Regions from separate parts of the Mus musculus genome. Here region 2 is linked to region 1. The links are chromatin contacts, called in public Hi-C maps. All regions are on one chromosome and are shown on one strand. Each heading gives the region's core, a stretch centred on a gene start, on an enhancer-like site or on the middle of the called end of the contact. The rest is flanking DNA. Distances are from core to core; before and after follow the strand shown. Region 1 has its middle 11 kb from the start of Gm31413. Region 2 holds the start of 3110099E03Rik (RIKEN cDNA 3110099E03 gene).

Region 1 (4,235 bases), core at 255-2,754:
TCAAGGAAAGGTCCCAGGTAACAAAACCATATTGCCATAGATTAGAGCAAACTTTTGAACCTGCTTGGTGGCTGACACTTGGCATTTGTATTTGGATCCTATTACAGAGAGCCATGTAGTACTAAGGACCTCTGTGTGTCATTATGAAACACTGGGGCGGGACTTGGCTACCTTACATAGACTTGTCATCATTCATTAATCTCACAGAAGACCCTTCAGACCATGGTTCCTCTGGGAGCTTTCCAAGGGGGAACAAGCAATGGGGACACACCACTCCTCAGCTCTGACAAAACCTCCATTGTAACTTCTGACATCTTCCTAAAGTTCTGGAACAGATGAAATCATAAAACATAGAGTCGATAATCTAACAAAGAGTGCCACCTTCTACCTCCCTGGCTGTTGAGGTGTCAATGGGTAGTTTTAAAAAAAGATCGCAACAGGGCCTTCGAGAGGAGTGTGTAGGTAAAGGCACTTGCCACCAAACCTGATAATTTGACTGCAGTCCATGGGACTCACTTCTCACATGGTGGAAGGAGGAGAAACAGACTCTCAAAAGCCCTCCAGTCTCTATACACATGCTTTGGCACACACACACGGGGGGGGGGGGGGCGGCGTCGGGGGCGTTGTAAAGACAGAGACAAAGAGAAACAGAGAGACGACAGAAAGACAGAAAGAGAGAGAGACAGAGAGAGAACAATATATAAACAAATTTTTTTTTAATTTACAAACAAATCTTTATGCAAACATTCTAGAAGGAAATCAGAAGATTCTCCGCACTACTTACCTCTTGTGTACAGGCCTCCCAAACTTGCATGACAAAGAAAAACCATTTTGTTGGGAAAACACAACAGAGAAACAAACAAACCTTGGGAACAGCAAGAATTAAATAACATTGTGGTGGTAAGCAAATAAAATAATAAAATAAAAGAGTAAACTAAAATCAAAGCAAAGCCAGCCTCATAGCTTTCTCTCACTGTGTGGTGGAAAAGTGACCTGAGAGGAGAAGGAGGCTGCTGGAGAAAAGAGAGTGGGAAGAGCAGGGAGGGAAGAAGGGACGACGAGGTAGACTGCACTGGGGACATGATCTAAGCATGTATACAAATGTGTGGAGATGTCAGAGTGAAGGCTATTTTACTTTAAACAACCAACATACATAAATAATTACAATAATATAGCATCAAAATATAAAAACCCCCACAGGTGCCAAACCAGTTTTGTATCCGCATATAAATTCTTTAGTGGCACTTTTAAGAAATCCTGAAACAAACTCACTTTGCCATTTATATTTTCCTTGAATTTGGTGATTTCTAACATAAAACTCCATGGGTTGGAAGCATTTGCCTAAGTAAATATGCCGAAGGAAAAACCAAAAACCTTAGCGGCAGAGGAGCTAAAGTGAACCAGCCTATGTCATGATCTTTATTCCTATAACAAACGTAGAATTACTGGGGAGGAAAAAATCCCAAGACCAGAAGCCATTGCCTCTCTAAACCCAGGCCTGGCAGTTCAGTGAGGTGAGCATCGCCCAGCCTGGAAGCTCCGTGAGGTGAGCAACGCCTGGCTGTTTTATAGCCGGAGGGAATCCAGGCGGGTAGTTAAGTGAAATAAAGAATCTCTTTAAAAGCAAACATCAAATTGCAGCCACATCAATCATTCCTTGATTTAAAAACAAAATAAATGAGTGCTTTTCTCCACAGTTGGAAATTTCATTACTTCTGTATGGGCCCGTCTTTGTTTATAAGCTGACTAAGGATTCCTGGAAGTTTTGCTTTCGTTTGGGAAGAGGGGTCAGATTTTTGATGGCCCCAAATGGACCCAAGGGAGTCTACTCCATGACTCAAGTTTAACTTATTTTTCCTTCTCTTCTGAGCTTTTTCTGGTGGCAGAACAATAAATATATCTTTCAAATATGCCGTTATAAAACAGGCTCCCTGCTGTGCTAACTACCCAAGGAGTTACTCACATTATGGGGTCCTAATGAGAGACAGATCTTTCAAACTCACATCTAAAATGTCATTTTGCACACGGTTGTTTTATTGCCTAAGAAGCAGTGATCCTACAAGGAAATGGTTTATTACACTGAAGCAAGAAGGTGGGGGTAGGTGGTGAGAATCTACTGAATTAAAAAGATGGACGGAAAGAGACTGAGAATATGTGTTACGGAGGTAACTTAGTGATTGACTGTTTCTATTGGTTGTGCTAATTCAGAAACTGGTTGAGATGTTCAATACAAGAAGAAAATATGTTAAGAAAAATGCTTCTAAGTTTTTGAAAGGGAATAGTTGAGATTTTCAGAGCTTGGACCTCTGGAAAGAATCTAGTACGAAAAAAAAGTGTCCTTTGAAAATGAATTAATAGCAAGAGTACATTGCACAGAGTCCAAAGTAGATATGAACTCAGAAAACTGAATGATAGAGGTAAACCCAGGTCACCTGTCATTTAGTGAGAATGAGACACAGTTGATGAAACCTGCAGCCTCTACCTCTTAATAAGGACATAAGTACAATATCACAAAGCCTAAGAGAAAGTTCTCCTTATTTGAACTCATCTGTAAGGCTGTTTTTCTAATATTGCCCATGGCTGAGATCGACCTCCAAAACTCTATGCCCAGCATAGCCCCTTGGTTGATGCAGGAATGCATTCAGGAAAAGCAAGGGAATCCTTTTTAGATAAAATAACAGATGCACATGACCTAAGTGGAAGTCTACTGTAAGGAATTTAGTGTAGTTCACCTTCCTCATGGACAGCAATGATCATTGTCAAACAATAACAAACACAACAACTCAACATCTTCACTGCTAAGGAATTTGCATTCATTCTTCTGATGCCGGGAATCCCAGGGATGGGGGCCTGCTCTCCTTTCCTCCCCCCCCCACCTCTGAACTCTCATTCTGTGTGATGCTCTAGAACCCGACTCTCATCTGCTTCCTAAAGTTACTCTTTTCTCTCCTCGTCTTCACAAAGCATGGCATTCGACTCTAGCTATTGCAGGCTGGAAATTTCATTATGGTTTGCATGGACTGGAACAATAAAACACAGGCTATAAGCAAGTTAAATTACTCACTGCCAATGCTGCTACTGGAATTTCTGGAAAGTCAAAGCCCTCCTTAGACCGATTCTTCCCTATGTCCCTAAAGCCTTTTGCTATGTCAACTATCCTTCTTTGATTGCCCCGTTCTTTTTATGAACAGATATTTTCATCATAACTGGGAAAGTCCAATTCCCTACATTTCCACCATCCTTTCCTCCTTTCTTATTCCAGTTCATGAATAACACTTATCAAGGGCGACTTTGAGGAAGAGAAATGTTGGGATTAAGAGAAACCTCAGTTACAAAACAAGAAAAAGTGTATGTGTGTGTGTATGTGTGTGTGTGTGTGTGTGTGTGAAAGAGAGAGGGGGGTGATTTGTGTCTGTGTAAGAGTGAGAGTGTGTATGTATTTGTGTTTGTGAGAGTGTGTATATGAGTGTGTGTGTGAGCATGTGTATACATGTTCAGTGTACTTATATTGCTCGCTTACTCTCTCTGACTGTGTGTGTTTGTATGAGGGATATGTTTGTGTATAAGTGTGTACATGTGTTGGTGTGTACATGTGTGTTGGTATACTTGTATATCTCTCTTCTCTTCTCCCCTCCCCTCCCCTCCCCTCCCCTCCCCTTCTCTCTCTCTCAGTGTGTGTGTGTGTGTGTGTGTGTGTGTGTGTGTGTGTGTGTGTGTGTTGGTATACCTGGAGACTAGATATCTAGTTCAGGTATCATTCTTTGCTACCTGTCTCCTTTCCTCCCTTGATTACAGGTGACAGTGGACCACTTAGGCTGGATTCCCATGAGTACTTGGGATCCAAAACCAGGCCTTCATGTTGTGAATAGGCACTTAGAGCTATCTCTTCAAGTCAAAGATATAGTTTGTGATTAAGATGATATTTTTGTACTTTCTAGTGTGATGGCCTTTTCAAAGAGAATCTTAGTGGAGAACATTTCACAATATATCACATTTCACTTGCAGATAATTTTAATGTGCAATGGACATTTCAAAAACAGAAATTATGTTAATAACAAAGGAAACCATAAGCTCTATCCTTATTAAACACCAAATATTCTATAAGGTATTTTTCTGCTCTAAAATAATACACAAGACTCATTGATTTTTATAAAACTTTACAAGAATATAATGACCCAATTCCTAAAAACTCGGATTTGCAGACCATCAAAACGCATAAGGCAATATTTGTAAGC
Region 2 (4,454 bases), core at 908-3,407, 120 kb after region 1:
ATTCCACTATAAAGGAGGTGGTTTTTTTGGTTTGTTTGTTTGTTTGTTTTAATGAGAACTGAGTTGTATATGCATTTCAACCTGCAGAATCTCTCCAGGATTAATTCTTATTAACCACAAGAGGGTGGGGAAAAAAATCAATGACTGAAGAAATACCCGTTGTCTCTGACTTGAGTAGTAAAGAAAGAGCAGAAGAAGGAGTCAGGATGACGTAAAGTTTGCTTTGAAAGTGAGGTATTTTTGCAGATGGGGAGGAATTCTGTGATTTGAATTCAGAGACCCTTTTCCCAGGTTACCCAGGCGGGGCATACCCACACTAAGTCAGTGGAAGAATGACCCTGTTACAGCAGCATCAATCTCTAAGGTCAGGTTTCATCGTGAGATGTTATTATAATCCCGCTTCCCTGGTCGTGATTTTCACAAATCCTTGTTGAGCGCTCAATCTTTTTAACACCCTAAAGAGGTGGCGTATGCTAATTTTTTTAAGATGAAACCTCCTCTTTTCTTCATAACAATTATTTATAGCCGAAACCCCCTAATGGTATATATAGTTTTTTAAAATAATGCAATCGTTCCATTCTTGATTAATTTGACACCTATTCATTTAGGCTATTTTTCAAAGTGTTGCGACTAAACCCCGGCCCTGGCTAATGATCATATTCCGTTTCAATAATGGAGTAGGAAGAAAAGCCATATTTCCATGCTTTGTTCTTTTATTCACATAAATAACTACCATTTGGAGAATGCTTTATGGGCAAAAATATACAACACATAAAGCAATGTTTTAAAATTTGAACTAAATCCACCAGAACTGGAAAGATCACCAAAATTAAAAAAAAACGTTGTTAATCATTTTGATTTTTTTTCAAAATATATTTATGAAACAAAACAAGAATATCCTAAAAGAACATTTTAGTTGCTATAGGCATGCATTTTCAATTATAATACCCTTGATTCCTCCCATCCCCAGTAAGAAAACAGACTGCCTCACAACTGCTTTTCCTAGCAGTTTAATTTTGAAAAATCTCTCATCTGTCCCTGCTTGCAATAGATTGGCCTTATGGCTAGGTTTCTCTCATTTTTTTTCTTTCATATTTTTCAGTTAAAGTTACAAGGAGCAAAATCATCTATTTTCAGAGGATTTTGCATGTTTGCTCATCTAAATATTATTTTTAAATGCAGAGCAGCTTATTTCTCTTACATCAACATATTAAGTGTTAGCTACAGCAACTTGTAGCAACACACACAACCCACTGTAAAGCAGACTGGAGCTAAGGGGGGGGGGATTCCTTCAGAGGTCGTATTTTCACTCTGCCTAACTAAACTATAAATTGAGATTACGACAATAAATTATTTTTATGATCTGGGAAGGAAAAGGTATGGGTTGAGTTTTCAAAGATATTTGGGTTTAATTCATATGTTAAATAGGCCAAGGATAACCAAACGTTAGAAGAAATTCAACCTGGACCTATGCTAAATAGAACCTCAAATTAGGCACTCACCACCAAATTAATTAGTAATTGATAAATTCAGTAGAAATATATCATTTCTTCATACTGCAAAGCCAAATAGTATGATTGAAAACTTAAAATACAAAAAAAAAAAAAAATTTAAACAAACAATCCTGACAATCTTTTAATCAAAGCTATTGTTTACAGCGTGGCTTTAAGGTCCTCGTAGTAACATGTTTAACTCGTTAAAAACACTCATTCAGCTATAAAACTACTTTCTTAGGTCATTTGATTCCTCTATAGCAAGCTGAAACCTCCCCCAAATGCCTCCATTGACATTTTTCCAGCAGTTACAATGGCTCTTAGTCCAAATGTCATTTTCTCGTTTCATCTTCAGTTCTCAAAGAGCAATCTGTGAAGCCATAATTTTACACGAATCCCTTTTCAGGTTTAAATGCAGTACACTAACTTTTAATCAGATCCCCGAGGTGTGGCAAATAAAGAGGCCGCTTGTGGAAAAGTCTGTTTTCCTAAGAGTTTAATCGGATACTTCCACACCACAACATTCTGTAGACATGGTTTTCGCTTTGAAAACATAATCTTATCAGAGGGTAGTTGGTGTAAAATCCTGTCTGTTTTCTTACCTTTGAATGTGAGCTCTATTTATACGGTTCCATAAATGATGTCTACAGCTAAGGCATTTCCTTATTGTAGAGTCTTACTGAGCACAGTTAATATAAAAACACGTAACACTTAGCAGGATGTCAATGTAGTTCCCCGGACAGTCTAACCTTATGAAAGCGTCCCCTTCCCATTGGAGGAAAAGACATGACAGCTGCATCTGAACTTGTCTTTCTGGTATTTTCCTCTGGCTGATTTTTTTTTCCCACAATACACAAAGGAGATGGAGTCTTCATTTGTAACCTCCGGTGAAGGTAGGACAGCCCATGAAGGAAATAGACACCCACCTCTCTCTCTGGATGGAAAAGCTAAAGAAACTTGGTGTCCAAAATGCAAGCACTTAATTCTCCTGACTATATTTTAAAATGCAACTGTAGCTTTTCCATAAATCTGTGTGGTGAAATATTTCATAACATTGCATAAGCTCTTCCATGTTTTTTTTTCCTTCCATGCAAGAATGGTTTGCAGAAAGTCCCAATGTTTCACTTTTTCAGCAAGTTACTTATACTTGGAAGTGACTTTACAATTTGTGGGAAAACAATAGGTACTTAGACATAGCCTACTTACCTGTTGCTCTCTGAAAATTCCCAACCGTGAGAGTGTGATTTTACTTCTGTTTTTAGGACATACCACCAACGAGTAGGGCAGGAGAGGCGGTCATAAACAGACCCTCTGGATCTGCGATTGGGCTCAGAGTTTTCTTGACAAATGGAAACAAACTTTCGAGTCCAAAAGAACATTCTGAAACACACCTCAACTTTGGTTTTTTTGGGGGGTAACGGCCCCGTGGAGACTGTCTTTATGAAGGGTCTTAATGAGTGTTCTGCCTGTATTTTTCTACTAGGGATGTCAAATAAGGTTCAAAAGCGAATGTAAACTGTAATGCAGTGACGCGCACTAAAAATAGCCCTATAAATCTGCTCATTTTGTTTAGATAGTCTCCAGAGTTGTAAAAAGTACGACTGCTCAGTTTTAGTATTGTTTTGGAAGAACTAATTCTGCAGAGAACAGACCACTGGCTATTCTCGATTACTTTGCAGAAGGTTTATTAAGGCTGTCTGTAGCCTTAATTTTTCTTTAAAGGAAACTTTATCCTCTATTTTTTCCCTAACTCTAATGGAATCTTCAATGGAAAAAAAAAAAAGAAAGAAAAGAAAAAATAAAATCCATTTATTCATTAGAATTAAGATTTCTCAGAGTAATTTTATCTAAAATGGAAATTAAATTAATTAAAATTCCAAATGGCATTCTCACCTCCAGGAATCAGTCAAAAATATGTTGCTTCCTAAGGTCCCAGTAATAGTCACAGTATTTACACCTAACTTACCATGAGGTTTTAAAAATAACTCCAGGAGAACATTTTTAGGACATTTACAATCTGAATTAGACAACAACAACAACAATAACAAGAAAAAATGAACAAAAAATCAGGCATTTCTCTGTGAAAAATAGCTACTGTAAATTAGGATGTTTGATGAAGGATGTATTTTTAGAAAACCCTGTAATTTGAATTTGAGAGATGGGTCAGGCTGCAGAGGAGAAGCAGGAGCCCTACAAAGGCTTAGGAAGGGGTTTTGTCTTTTCTCTTGAGAAGAAGTGCAGGAGGCACAAGCCCTTCCTTCCCCCTGTCTCATGATAGGCACAGGATTCCAGAGATTGGTCGGGTGACTTTGCACTTAGGCCAAGATTGATTGCAATCCGGGGCTTTGTTTTGTAATGCCTTATCCCAGCGGAGGCATGCATAAACACACGAAATGACTAAACTGGGCAGCCATCTGACCTTTCAGAAAAGAGGCAGTCTTAAAAACTGCATCAACTTTTCTTTGAAGAAACAAGCTTCATGTCATTGAAGGGAGCCTTGCAGCTTAGCTCCTTCGCTGCCACGCAGCCAGACTACACTGGAATTACCAAGAAATAGGAGGACCTAGGCTTTGCGCCTTCTTCTCCCCTCCCCCGCTCCCAACCCTCTTCCCCCTGAGTTCAGAAAGAAAATAGTGTTACTAGTCAAGTGATCATTGTCAAAACCATGGCAAGTGCCAAACAAGGCAGAGCCAAGCGATCATTAGTTCAGCATTCAGCTCAGATTTCTCTAATGTTCAATTAATGGGCTAGATTTCATCCAAGTTGGGATTTTTTTTTCTTTTCTTGTAAAGTCTCGGTAATGCTTTAAACCATCTTTTAAAGGGGTTGTACAAGCCAGGTTTACTGTCTTTAATCGGTTAATATTAAATTTTAAAAACCGAACTACGGATTCTGACAAACTTAGGTATCTCATTTTCATTAAGTGCAGTTTGAAATGACTAGTAAACGGAAGGAAAGAAT

What was found. A called contact is a pair of places that touch in the nucleus more often than the background predicts.
Region 2: a Hi-C map of nephron progenitors shows a contact between it and region 1, with 4 times the contacts expected there. The contact joins the promoter of 3110099E03Rik here to the enhancer-like site in region 1. A contact is called at or near these places in 8 of 484 Hi-C or Micro-C datasets (the HL-1 cell line, embryonic fibroblasts, nephron progenitors and 1 more).

Annotation. Positions count from the first base shown.
Region 1 is chr2:115,392,442-115,396,676 of GRCm38.p6, forward strand. No RefSeq gene overlaps it. Among named protein-coding and RNA genes, the nearest start is that of Gm31413, 11 kb to the left of the region's middle. Within about 2 kb of position 1,505, at least 14 of the 459 cell types and tissues checked have an H3K27ac peak or open chromatin away from gene starts, as enhancers often do. A contact at or near this core is called in nephron progenitors, where this site is marked.
Region 2 is chr2:115,510,044-115,514,497 of GRCm38.p6, forward strand. It overlaps 3110099E03Rik (RIKEN cDNA 3110099E03 gene), which reads right to left and starts at 2,158. Exons shown (of 3, transcript NR_030712.1): 1 at 2,096-2,158.